Linked DNA regions of Mus musculus: all the other regions are linked to region 1. A link is a contact called in public Hi-C and HiChIP or PLAC-seq data. All regions are on one chromosome and are shown on one strand. Each heading gives the region's core, a stretch centred on a gene start, on an enhancer-like site or on the middle of the called end of the contact. The rest is flanking DNA. Distances are from core to core; before and after follow the strand shown. Region 1 holds the start of Ubr2 (ubiquitin protein ligase E3 component n-recognin 2). Region 2 has its middle 16 kb from the start of Trerf1. Region 3 holds the start of 2310039H08Rik (RIKEN cDNA 2310039H08 gene). Region 4 has its middle 16 kb from the start of Tbcc.

What was found. Hi-C and Micro-C count contacts between places; a contact is called where the count stands out from the background. HiChIP or PLAC-seq counts read pairs in DNA pulled down with a chosen protein or histone mark.
Region 2: an H3K4me3 HiChIP or PLAC-seq map of bone marrow-derived macrophages shows a contact between it and region 1, with 2.4 times the contacts expected there. The contact joins the enhancer-like site here to the promoter of Ubr2 in region 1. A contact is called at or near these places in 2 of 39 promoter capture datasets (both in the 3T3-L1 cell line), 3 of 115 datasets of contacts at active chromatin or transcription factors (bone marrow-derived macrophages, embryonic stem cells and extraembryonic endoderm stem cells) and 1 of 9 other capture datasets (macrophages).
Region 3: a Hi-C map of CD8 T cells shows a contact between it and region 1, with 2.9 times the contacts expected there. The contact joins the promoter of 2310039H08Rik here to the promoter of Ubr2 in region 1. A contact is called at or near these places in 4 of 39 promoter capture datasets (the SN4741 cell line, hippocampal neurons, liver and 1 more), 1 of 15 datasets of contacts at CTCF or cohesin (the NIH/3T3 cell line), 11 of 484 Hi-C or Micro-C datasets (CD4 T cells, CD8 T cells, embryonic fibroblasts and 8 more), 9 of 115 datasets of contacts at active chromatin or transcription factors (the 230-238 cell line, the SCID.adh cell line, effector CD8 T cells and 4 more) and 3 of 9 other capture datasets (adipose tissue, liver and pancreatic islet).
Region 4: a contact with region 1 is called in a FOXA1 HiChIP or PLAC-seq map of pancreatic cancer cells. The contact joins the enhancer-like site here to the promoter of Ubr2 in region 1. A contact is called at or near these places in 1 of 39 promoter capture datasets (hematopoietic stem and progenitor cells), 3 of 484 Hi-C or Micro-C datasets (CD4 T cells, group 2 innate lymphoid cells and nephron progenitors), 4 of 115 datasets of contacts at active chromatin or transcription factors (the HPC-7 cell line, the SCID.adh cell line, embryonic stem cells and 1 more) and 2 of 9 other capture datasets (adipose tissue and liver).

Annotation. Positions count from the first base shown.
Region 1 is chr17:47,009,104-47,011,823 of GRCm38.p6, reverse strand. Ubr2 (ubiquitin protein ligase E3 component n-recognin 2) reads left to right here and starts at 1,292. Exons shown (of 47, transcript NM_146078.3): 1 at 1,292-1,682. The coding sequence starts at 1,605.
Region 2 is chr17:47,212,843-47,215,542 of GRCm38.p6, reverse strand. It overlaps a transcript of Trerf1 not described here. Among named protein-coding and RNA genes, the nearest start is that of Trerf1, 16 kb to the left of the region's middle. Within about 2 kb of position 1,277, at least 45 of the 459 cell types and tissues checked have an H3K27ac peak or open chromatin away from gene starts, as enhancers often do. A contact at or near this core is called in bone marrow-derived macrophages and macrophages, where this site is marked.
Region 3 is chr17:46,771,336-46,774,035 of GRCm38.p6, reverse strand. It overlaps 2310039H08Rik (RIKEN cDNA 2310039H08 gene), which reads right to left and starts at 1,401. Exons shown (of 1, transcript NM_025966.3): 1 at 629-1,401. The coding sequence starts at 1,223. The coding sequence ends at 879. It overlaps Rpl7l1 (ribosomal protein L7-like 1), which reads left to right. Exons shown (of 7, transcript NM_025433.3): 7 at 1-129.
Region 4 is chr17:46,872,938-46,875,637 of GRCm38.p6, reverse strand. It overlaps a transcript of Bicral not described here. Among named protein-coding and RNA genes, the nearest start is that of Tbcc, 16 kb to the left of the region's middle. Within about 2 kb of position 1,272, at least 116 of the 459 cell types and tissues checked have an H3K27ac peak or open chromatin away from gene starts, as enhancers often do. A contact at or near this core is called in the HPC-7 cell line, adipose tissue, liver and 1 more, where this site is marked.

The DNA.
Region 1 (2,720 bases), core at 43-2,542:
GAGAGACTGGAGTCAAGATAATGATGGACCAGCGATGGACTAGGACCACACCTTGACCAGGGCTGCCCTTTCTTTAAAACTAAACCTCATGTCAGGACTCTGAAAGGTAGTGAACTTGAGGGTGGGCAGATGGTCACTGGACCTTTTTGTCCCTCTCCCCAATGTGGCTATATCGAATAAGTCTCCTTTCTCTGTCTCTTCATTATTGCTTATCTCTTTAATTGTTATATTGAGGATATATGCTTGAGCCTAGCTTGTTAGAGCCGCAGGTTCCAAGGTCTAACCCTAACAACTCCAGTACAAGATACCAGCCTCTTCCTACAGGGCAATTAGGGTTTGTCTGGTCATCTGTGAGAGCCTAATCTTCTCCACGAAGATAATTTAAAAGATATTCAAATACATGTCACAAATTACAGTCAGTGTATATAAGCCTCCAATCGGTCTGCTTTTAGATCTGCTTCTGTCAGTATAGTCTTAAAGCAATGCAGCTAAAAAAAAAAAAATATCCAGTATTTCTTCTGTTGCTTTGTGGCCTGCCATTGAACCTTAAAGTCTTTTTTTTTTTTTTTTTTTTTTTTTTTTCCTTGACCTTTTGAGAAACTGCAAAAAACAATGGCAGTCGCAGCTCTAGCCCTGGCTCTCCCTCCGCGCAGCCGCAGGAGTAGGCAGGCTGGACGCGGAAGTAAGCGCGTGCTTCCAGGGTTGTCTGACTCTGAGAGTTGGTCTTTAAGTTGATTCGTTGGACGCCTTTTCTGATGCAACAAGACTTAAGGAAAGAAAAGGATATATATCAATCAATGGTCATAAATTAAATGTCTTGCAATTGTACCTTAAAACTTTTCAAAATCTCGGTACTAAATACACCTCGGTGACTAGTGCCAGGATGACAAGGCATTAGAACCTCCGGGATAGAACGCGCGATTCATTCATTCTTTTGACAATTGAGGGTTTATCAGATACCAGACTTTTGACAGACAGCTGTGTGTCTATCGCGCCAGGAATGATTATTCTTGGTGCTGGGGAGATAAAAAAAAAATGACAAGAATAAATAGGACTAAGAGACTAAGACGAGATCTCAAACGTTATTTCGTTCTTCTGGTGTCAAGCCCCTCTCACGGATTCTAAATTGTCTTTTTCCAGGCTTCCGCCAGGGGATGGACTACAACTCCCATGATACTCGTGTGCCGCTCCTTATTAGAGGCTTCGCTTCTCTCCCTGGCCGCTCAGGGGACGACTACAGTACCCAGAATGCCCTGCTCCCTCGCTTGGGTGTTTTTGCCCCTCTCTTGGCGTTGAACGCGGTAGTGGCTGTCCGGAGTGCCAGGCCTGGGGTTCTCGGTGTCCTTCCCCCGGTCACGGGCGAGGAGGCGACTTGACTTCTGGGCGCCGAGCCCGGGCGCGCGCGCAAGCGGCTGCCGTCCCCGCTGCAGGTTCGCGTCCCGCTTTGCTCCTCGCGCATCTCGGCTCGGCGGCAGCCCGGACGGCCCGGGACTGACGGCCCCAGGACAGGGGTGACCGTCGCGGCTGCGGGAGCAGAGGCGAAGCTGAGGCCCGGGGAGAGGCGACAGCGGCGAGAGCACCCGGGGAGAGGAGGAGGAGAGAAGATGGCGTCGGAGATGGAGCCCGAGGTGCAGGCCATCGACCGCAGTTTGCTGGAATGTTCTGCCGAAGAGATCGCAGGGGTGAGTGCGGGAGCCCGGGAGGGCTACGTCCGGCCCTCGTAGGCCGCGCCCCGGGGGAGGAACAGAGTCCTGGGAATCCCGGAGCCCGCCACTGACTTCGGCTAACAGCGGCGCTGGCCATGTCCCGTGGGGAAAAGGACCCAGGAGGCCATCGAGCCTGCTCCGCGCCTTCGGTGCTCAGATCCTCCTTATACGCGGCGACTCTTACTACAGAGCTTTCATTATCCCTAATTAGCTTCACTCTCCATTAAGTCTACAACACTTGGGTTTTTGCCCTATATGCTGGCTGTTGGAAGATGGGAGCGAGCGGCTTCCTAACGTTGTCGTATAAGCGCCCTACTTTACCTTCTGATGCCATTTCTTAGGATAAGCGGAGCAGTGTCTGCGCCGAAGGATTCTATCCTCTCCCAGCTCCAACTTTGTTGCTGGGGGGCGGGGAGGGGAGTTTACCCAGGCTGCAGGCAGCACAGTCCAACATTACCCCCTCGGTGCTTTTTTAAAAAGTTGTTTTGCACTTGTTTATTTCGTTAGATGGTAACCTTGGTGCCTGTGTGTAATGTAGTGGTGCCTCGACACGTTTGCTAAGCATGGAGGCTGGCAGATTTAAAAAAAAAAATACATAATTTTTCTAGGAGTTGGGAAAAGTTGGACGGAGAACAAACGTTATATAACTTTGAAAAAGCAGCTTTGGTGAACAGATGCAAGCTCATTAATGATAGCGTTGATCACAGCCTATCAGGAACCCTTAGGCCCTAAACTTAAGCCATTCAGACACAGTAAAGACTTAAAATGTAGTATCAACAAGCGCCGATACAAGTAGCAAAGTTACAAAGACAACAACTTTCAACAAACTCAGCGTCATCTTTTGCCAGTGAGGGCAGGGGACACCTATCAGAACAGATTGTCCACGGTGACTGTAAATAGCTCAGACAATTGGGAGCCTAGTCTCAGAGGCCTCCAGTTGAAAAAGCTCCCAGGAAATGAGTGACTCTTTATTTAACACATCATCACACAGGATGTTAGGGTCAGTAGTTGGGA
Region 2 (2,700 bases), core at 28-2,527, 200 kb before region 1:
TTCTTAAAATTTTGTTTATTTGATTTGGTATGCATTTATGTGTGTGCCCCAGAAGGGCACAAAGGGTTCAGATCTCCTGGAATTGAGGGACAGACAGTTGTAACTGGTCATGTGGGTACTAAGGATTGAACCTACATCCTTTGGAAGAACAGTCAGTGCCCTTAACAGCTGAGTCATCTCTCCAGCCCCAACACTGACTCTTCTGAGTGATTCAGCCCTAGTTTTTCACTTACAGGTGAAGCCCATACAAGTGGACAGAGCTAAGATCAGACAGGGAACGTTCCCACTCCACCCCACCAGAAAGATAAGAGCCAGAGCTCTGGAATTACAGACTGAGCTACACCTAGCTTCTGTAATGCTAAGGATCAAACCCGGGGCTTCGGAGCATGCTAGGAAAGTGGTCTACCAATGCCTGGGCTCCTTGCAGTTCAATGTGTGATTATTCTTACTTCTTTCCTTCCTCCCTTCCTCCCTTCCTTCTCTTTCTCCCTACCTCCCTCTCTTCTTCTCCTTTTCCTTTGAACAATTAAGAACAGAGCATCTATTGTGTGTCACGAATGATCTGGATGCGGGACATGTAGCCGTGAGAACACACTTCGGTGTTTCTGATTTACAAGGAGACATACTGGATAAATAAATATACAGCAAGCTGTGTGGTTATACACACGCTGGAGAAGACAGCACGGGGTGGAGGGGCAGAGAATGATTCAGAAGAAACGGACTTAGTCCTGGAGGGTCAAGGAAGGAGTCTCAAAGGGACGTGTGGGTGCCGGGCGTGGTGGCGCACGCCTTAAATCCCAACACTCGGGAGGCAGAGGCAGGCAGATTTCTGAGTTCGAGGCCAGCCTGGTCTACAGAGTGAGTTCCAGGACAGCCAGGGCTACACAGAGAAACCCTGTCTAGAACCACCCCCCCAAAGGACACATGGGACATCTGAGGTGGGGTAGGGTGAGGGAATACTCCAGGCAAAAAGAAAAGCAAGGGCAAAGGTCCTGAGGCAGGAATGTCAAGCTCTAGTGTAGTCTGAGTGAGGGCAATTTCTGATTATGATGCAGGGGATGATGGGGAGGAGGTGGGAGCCAGAGTCGGTGGGTCCTGAAGTTACAGCAGTGTTTAGCCTTTATTCCAGGCATAGATCGTGCAGGGGAGTGACTCGGCATAGCCTGCCACACAGCCTCCCCGACCACTGATATCACCAGGCTCAGCCTGTGCTGAGCAATAAGGGGAACCAGGTTTGGGAGCCAGGCCTTGAGCTCAGCACGGCCTCTCAGCGTTACTGAGAAAAACCTTCCCCTTCTCTGAATCCCCAGAGTGAAATGGGAACATCAGGCTGGGTGGTGTCTAAGGTCCTTCCTACAAGATTCGTACATTCTGACCTCGACAGTGAGAGCCCTAAAGGATCTGTCTGCCTCTGATACAGAAAAAGGCCAGGGAACCGCAGCCACATTTCTGAAGCCCCTGACTCTTACCCAACTGCAAACCATCTTCTCATAGCTCTCAGCATGAAGAGTCCAGCCAAAGAATCGGCCTCGGCCCTCAGTTATAGATGCGAAACATGACCAACAGCAGGGCCGGTAAGGTGGCTCAGCTCGCCGCCATGTCTGATGGCCCGACCTCTACAATTGGTTCCTGACTCCTGTGTGTTGTTTTCTCACCTACACACACGCACACACACACACACACACACACACACACACACACACACACACACGCACACACGCACATGCATGCATGCACACACGCATGCACGCACACGTGCACATGCATGCACACAACAAACACTGTTTAAGTATTTTTATGATTCTGAAGTCATACCATTAAAGAGAGCACAGATTTCACACACGTCATGATGGAGTGCGGCCTACAGAAGCCAAGTCATCGAGGTGCTCAGAGCCTGCACCCCTCAATGGCTGCTTTAACTTTCCTTTCCTTTCCTTTCCTTTCCTTTCCTTTCCTTTCCTTTCCTTTCCTTTCCTTTCCTTTCCTTTCCTTTCCTTTCCTTTTCTTCTGTATTTAGTCTTTTTCAAGACAGGGTCTCAGCTATATGGTGAACTGGAACTCACTCTGCAGACATGCTAGCCTTGAACTCATAGAGATCTGCCTGCCACTGCCCCCAAGGTGCTGGGATCCAAGGTGGCGTGCTTCAGCACACCTTGCTCTTCCTGCCTGCTCCCTTGAGGGCCCTGTCTTGGATCATCCATCATCGGGTGGCGTTGAAAAGAAGGAAGGCTCCACACTCTTCCATCCAGTTGCAGGAACAAGGTCTGTTTCCCCCGTCAGCCTGGGAGTCCCTGTGAATATGGATCCATCAGACTTCGAGAGCATCAGGTGTCTCTCCCTAGGCCTTAGCCATCAGACTGAGTCTCTCTCAGGAGAACTTTGTCTTCCACTCCAATGGGGCGCTCCCCAAGACAGAAGTGGGTCCCTGCAGCAGGGGTCTTGCCCCTCTTTTGGCCTAGAAGCATCCTGAAGATGGGGTTTGTCTTCCCCACTTCCTGCTCCCCACAGCCTTCTCTGTTTTGAGCAGTTTCTTTAAACAGTTTCTTTAAACAGGGCAGAGTGAAACACTTAGTTGGAACCACCCCACCCAGGTACAAGGCCCTGCCATCCTTAGCCACTGAATCACCCATGAAAATGAAATCTGAACCTCTCTGCTGAATGAAGAGAGAGTCAGAAATCAGCTTCGCCTGGCATCTTCTT
Region 3 (2,700 bases), core at 152-2,651, 240 kb after region 1:
CCAGGGGCTGGAGAGTTGGCTCAGTGGTACCACATGGTGGCTCACAACCATCTGTAATGAGATCTGACGCCCTCTTCTGGTGTATCTGAAGACAGCTACAGTGTACTTACATAAAATAAATAAATCTTTAAAAAGAGCCGTTCGCCCAGTCCCCTGGGCATCTGGCACCGTTTCACAAGTCCTGCGGGGAGGAAAGAATGCTCCCTCAGAAACCCAGGGCTTAATTCCCAACTACTAGTTTCAGCCTTGGAGATGAATCTGGGTAAGGCACCTGCTGCCAAGCCAGAGCTTAACCGGGGGGGGGGGGGGGGGGGGGGGGGTCTGGTGCATGGTGGGAGGAGAAAGCCAACTCCTATGGGGGTACCAACTACCAAACTGCCTCTGCTCGCACTACCTTAGTTGCTCCCAAGAGTCAGGGTTTTTTAAGATTTAGTTATGTGGCCAAGCACACTGACAACAGAAGAGGGCGTCAGATCCCATTAAAATGTGAGTCACCATGTTTGCTGGAAATTGAACCTTGATCCTCTGGAAGAGCACCGAGCCCTCTCTCCAGTCCCCCAACTCCAAGAACCAGGGTTTCTATGTATCACTCTGGGAAGGAACCTTTTCATCAAACCCAAACGACTGCCAAGTTAGAAATGCCTTTTGGATATCGGTTTATCGGTATCATCAGAACAAGCGGGTCCAGGAGGTTGTGCTGTCCTACAGTGACAAGGGAAACTTATTTCCGTTACACAAATGGACTAGGACACAGTATGAAGTTGAAATTTGGCATCCAAAAACAAAATTACTAGGCAACATTGAGTCCCACAGGTGGCAAGTGTCCAGACTCAAGTTTGTGTAGGACCCAGTCATGCCCTCGGGAAACACCTCGAGCATCAGGAAACCCTTGGGCCTCCGTCGAGTTGGGCGGCTGGACTGCCCCGGGATCGCTCCTCGATGGTCGGAGGCTGCGTCCTCGTGTCTAGGGCGATGGTGCAGGGTGAGGCGGCCGAGCCCGCATCTTCCCAGGGCTTGGGCCTCCGAGGGAGCAGAGACGCGGTGGGTTCACCGTGGGTCGCAGTGATGTGGCGTTTCTCCAGGCCCGGGACCTCCTGGCCCTTCTGTACCAGGTGCAGGAGCTCCGCCAGGGTCACCGAGGCAGGAGCTGGCTCGGCAGACGCCAGTGCACCGCTCGGACTGGAGACACCGCCACGCTGGTCCATGTCCTGCCACCAGCTCATCCCCCGGATCCGGCTGTAAGCACTTCCGGGTGGAGTGGGAGCAACCACTTCGTGAAAAGTAGAGGGGAGCTTAGTAACTTAGCCCAGGGTAGACCTTCCAAGACCCGGGCTATTTGTGCAGAAGCTGCAGCCTGGGTTAACCTCCAGCTCTCATTCCACAACATGAGATGTGCTGCGGTGGGTGAGGAGCGGGCGGGGTGGGGTGGGGGAACGAGCCAAAAAGTGAAGTTTTTGCACCCAGTGAGACAAGTGTGAGGAGGCGTGGCTGTACAAAAGCACTTCCCTTTGGCACGTGTAGATGCGGACGCAGGCTGCGCGCTCAGGGCCGGGAGGGTCGTCTTGGTAGTTTGAGTCTCGCGCTACAGTCCAGAGCGTGATTCTGTATGCTTTTCCAAGCAAGCAAGCAAGCGCTCGTCACATTTGTTAATTGTGGTACTAAGGATCAAATCCCTGGTTTTTGTTGTTGTTGTTTGGGTTTGGGTTATGTGTTGTTTGGGATTTGTAGTCAATTTTGGTTTGAGCCAAGGATTCGTCATCTCCCAATGTCTGCTGCGCTACACCTCCCAATGCTGTTCAGATTTCTGTATCAAAGCTATCCTGACAGGATGCAGTGGCTCATGCTTGTAACACCATATGCTCGGGCCATAGAGCCAGCCGAGTTACACACTGAAACATGTAAGTATATAATAAACAGCTTGATCTGGCACAGATCAAGAAATCAGTAAGTAAAGCATACTTTGCATAATGTTAAAAGCACACAGCATGTTTACCCTTCACCGGAAACAACCCCATGAAACCCAAAAAGTGGGTAAGATGGCTCAGCAGGTAGGGCTATTGAATTTTTATCCCCGTTCTCATGTTTTCAAGGTCTCCTGTAGCCAAAGCTGACCTTGAACTTGAACTCACAATATAGTCTGTGTGTGTGTGCGTGCGCGCGCGTATGCACGCGTCTGACTTCGGATCCTTGCCTTCGAAGGGCAGAAGTAGGCAGACCGCCGCATCCAGCTGGCATTTATCTGGGTTTGTGGGCATTCAAATTCTGACCCTCACACCTGCACGGCAGGCACTAACTGCTGACCATTCCCAACCGCGGCTTTGAACTCCTGGCCCTCCACCTCCGCAGTGCTGGGATTACAGGGGTCCATGTCCAGTATGTGCTGGGAATTGAATTGTATTGTATGGTGCCGGGAATGGAGCACAGGAGTTTATATGTATTAGCCAAGCACTCTACTAACTGAGAGCTCTGTCTGCAGCCCCTCTGGCACACTTTTCCTCATGTAATGCTGAACCTCTTAGGGCTTCCTTTCCTTTCCTTTCCTTTCCTTTCCTTTCCTTTCCTTTCCTTTCCTTTCCTTTCCTTTTCTGTTTTGTTTTTCAAGACAGGGTTTCTCTGTGTAGCCCTGGCTGTCCTGGAACTCACTCTGTAGACCAGGCTGGCCTCGAACTCAGAAATCCACCTGCCTCTGCCTCCCAAGTG
Region 4 (2,700 bases), core at 23-2,522, 140 kb after region 1:
TGCAAGCATGAAGACGTGAGCTTGCTTTTTAGAACCAATATTTATAATCCACATTTATAATCCCAGCACTGGGAAGGCACGACTAGACCTTGCTGGCCGACTGGCCTAGCCTACTGCAGAGTCCCTGCCTCTGGGAAGTCCCATCTTAAAGAGCAAGGTAGAGAGCCAATGAGAAAGAACACATGAGAGTGTCCTCTAGCCTCTACACACCTGTGAGTACTTACACAATTGGGGCATCCATGCATACAAACACACACACTCAAGCAAGTTCACACACACCTGTATAGTTACAAAATAAAACCCACCCGAGGTACATGGACCCTGAGGAGGAACGCTCAGAGTTCTCTTTTCCCACAATTAGGCCAGGTGGTGGCTCACACTTGAAATCCCAGTATTTTGGAGGCTGAGGCAGGAGGATTACAGCTGGGCAGTGGTGGCGCATGCCTTTAGTCCCAGCACTTGGGAGGCGGAGGCAGGCAGATTTTAGAGTTCTAGGTTAGCCTGGTCTACAGAGTGAGTTCCAGGACAGCCATGGCTACACAGAGAAGCCCTGTCTCAAAAAACAAAAGAAAACAAAAACAAAAAAAAAGAGTTGGAGACCAGCCTGAGCTTACAGAGTGAGACCCCCTATTTTTGTTGTTTGTTTTTATTTTATTTGTGTTTAAAGCAGTTATACGAGGAGGGAACAAGGAGAAGCATGCTAGTTGGGATAATATAAGACTAAGACGTGACTCAATTAAAAACAGTCATTTATGTATCTATTTGCTGTATGTGTGGGGGTTTAACCATCGGAGCAAGCATGTGGAAGTCTGAGGACTACTGTGGAAGTCTCAGGTTGTCTCCCACCTTGTAGGTCCCAGGGATCAAACTCAAGCCTGGTGTAGGCCTGGTGAGCAATCATCTCTCCCCCTAACCATTGTGCTCCCCTTGCCGCCGTTTTTTGGGGGAGGGGTAAAAACAGTAATGTTGAGAGATTCATTCATTGCTTCTCTCAGACTGCCACCCATGAGCCTAAGTGCTTCCTCAGTTGCACACACCCATGCAGGGGAGGACATCTTTGTCTGAACATCCTAAGTCTAGAGAACACTTTGTGAGTGACGCCCTGTTAATGAGGACCAGTCACCAGCCTTTGTAGAGCATCCGCTACCTCCAGCACCAGCCAGGTGCCTTGACAGAACCTAGCGTCAAGAAATGGTGGCTTAGCGTACTGACGCAGGATGCCACAGCTGGCCCCGGGGGAGATGGGAAGGGATAAAAATAGACAAAGCCTGGTCCTCGTCTCCTGGAGGCTGGGAGTCCAGGGATAGACATGACTAATTATGAGTCACTCGAGGTGGTGTGTGTTATCAAGGAAAAGGAAGTTGTTTGGAAGTACAAAGAAGAGAGAAGCAAGGGGAAAGGGCAGGCAGGGGAGCCGCCAGAGGAAGTGAATGTCACGAGAGACGGGGACAGGGACAGAACTGGCCAGGCTCTGCTTCCTAGAATCCTGTGGGCATCCAGGAGTTTCTGGAACATCAGAGTTCCTGGCATTTGGGTGGGTTCGGGATGGGAAGGTGAAGAGAAAGAGTTGGAGCTGGGGGTGGGGGGAGTGGGGGGGTCGGCAGTGCCTGAGAAAGGCTGTTGCCATGGTTCCCTGGAAAAAACAATGGGGCCAAACAGAGGTCAATGGAAATGAAATGGAGATCACCTGAGAATGATCTGTGCTCCAAGACCAAAGTGTGAATCTGTTTTGTATTTTGTTTGTTTGTTTGGTTTTACGAGAGAGGAGTTCTCCCTGTAATAGTCCTAGGTGTACTGGAACTCACTTTGTGGACCAGGCTGGCCTCGAACTTCCAGCACTGGGATCAAAGGCTTGTGCCCCCATGCCTGGCCAGTCTGAACTTGTAAAATAGGCATATACTTACCCAATGTCTGTAGCCAGTGCTGATACCAACCAAAGGCTGGCTCAGAGCGAGGATTTAAGGTGCAAAAGGAGTAGCATGGTCCAGAAGAGCTTTTTACCCAATCCACGGGGTTTCTGCACAGTCCTACAAATAAAGCTGGTCTCCTGTCCGGCAGAGACTGGCTTACCACAGCAGGAGCCTATTCCTTTGACCTGCACTGGAGAGAGGCTGTCGGGCAAGCTTCCATTATCAAAACTGGAATTTGCTGTGTGTGGTAGTTTGAGCCTGTAATTGCAGCACTTGGGAAGTGGAGGCAGGAGGACTTGCCACATGTTCAAGACCAGCCTGGGCTATATAGTGAGACCCTATCTTCATTGAAGAGTAAAAAAATAACTTTAAAAAGTAATGCAAGGCATGAGAGACGGCTCAGCAGTTAAGAGCACTGGCTTCTCTTGTGGAGGACTGGGTCAGTTCCCAGCACCCACATGGTGGCTCACAGTGCGCTGTAACTCCAGTTCCAGGGGATCTGACACTCTTCTAGCCTCCTCCAGTGCTAGGCTTCTACGCAGTACACATCCCTATATATATGCAAGCCAAATGCTCATGAGATAAAAATAAATGCTACGAAGTGCAGGTCGGATGCACGAATGTAAAGCAGGCGGGCCTCAGAGCCTAGACTATCACTGGGCAATCTCTTCCCCCCTCTTCCTCACTCAGTGGAAATCTGCCTCTCTCTGCGTGCACTTACCTCTGCTCTGAAATGTTAGCTTTGACCTTTGTCTTGTGTGCATGTGGTGACCAGAGGTCACCATCTGGT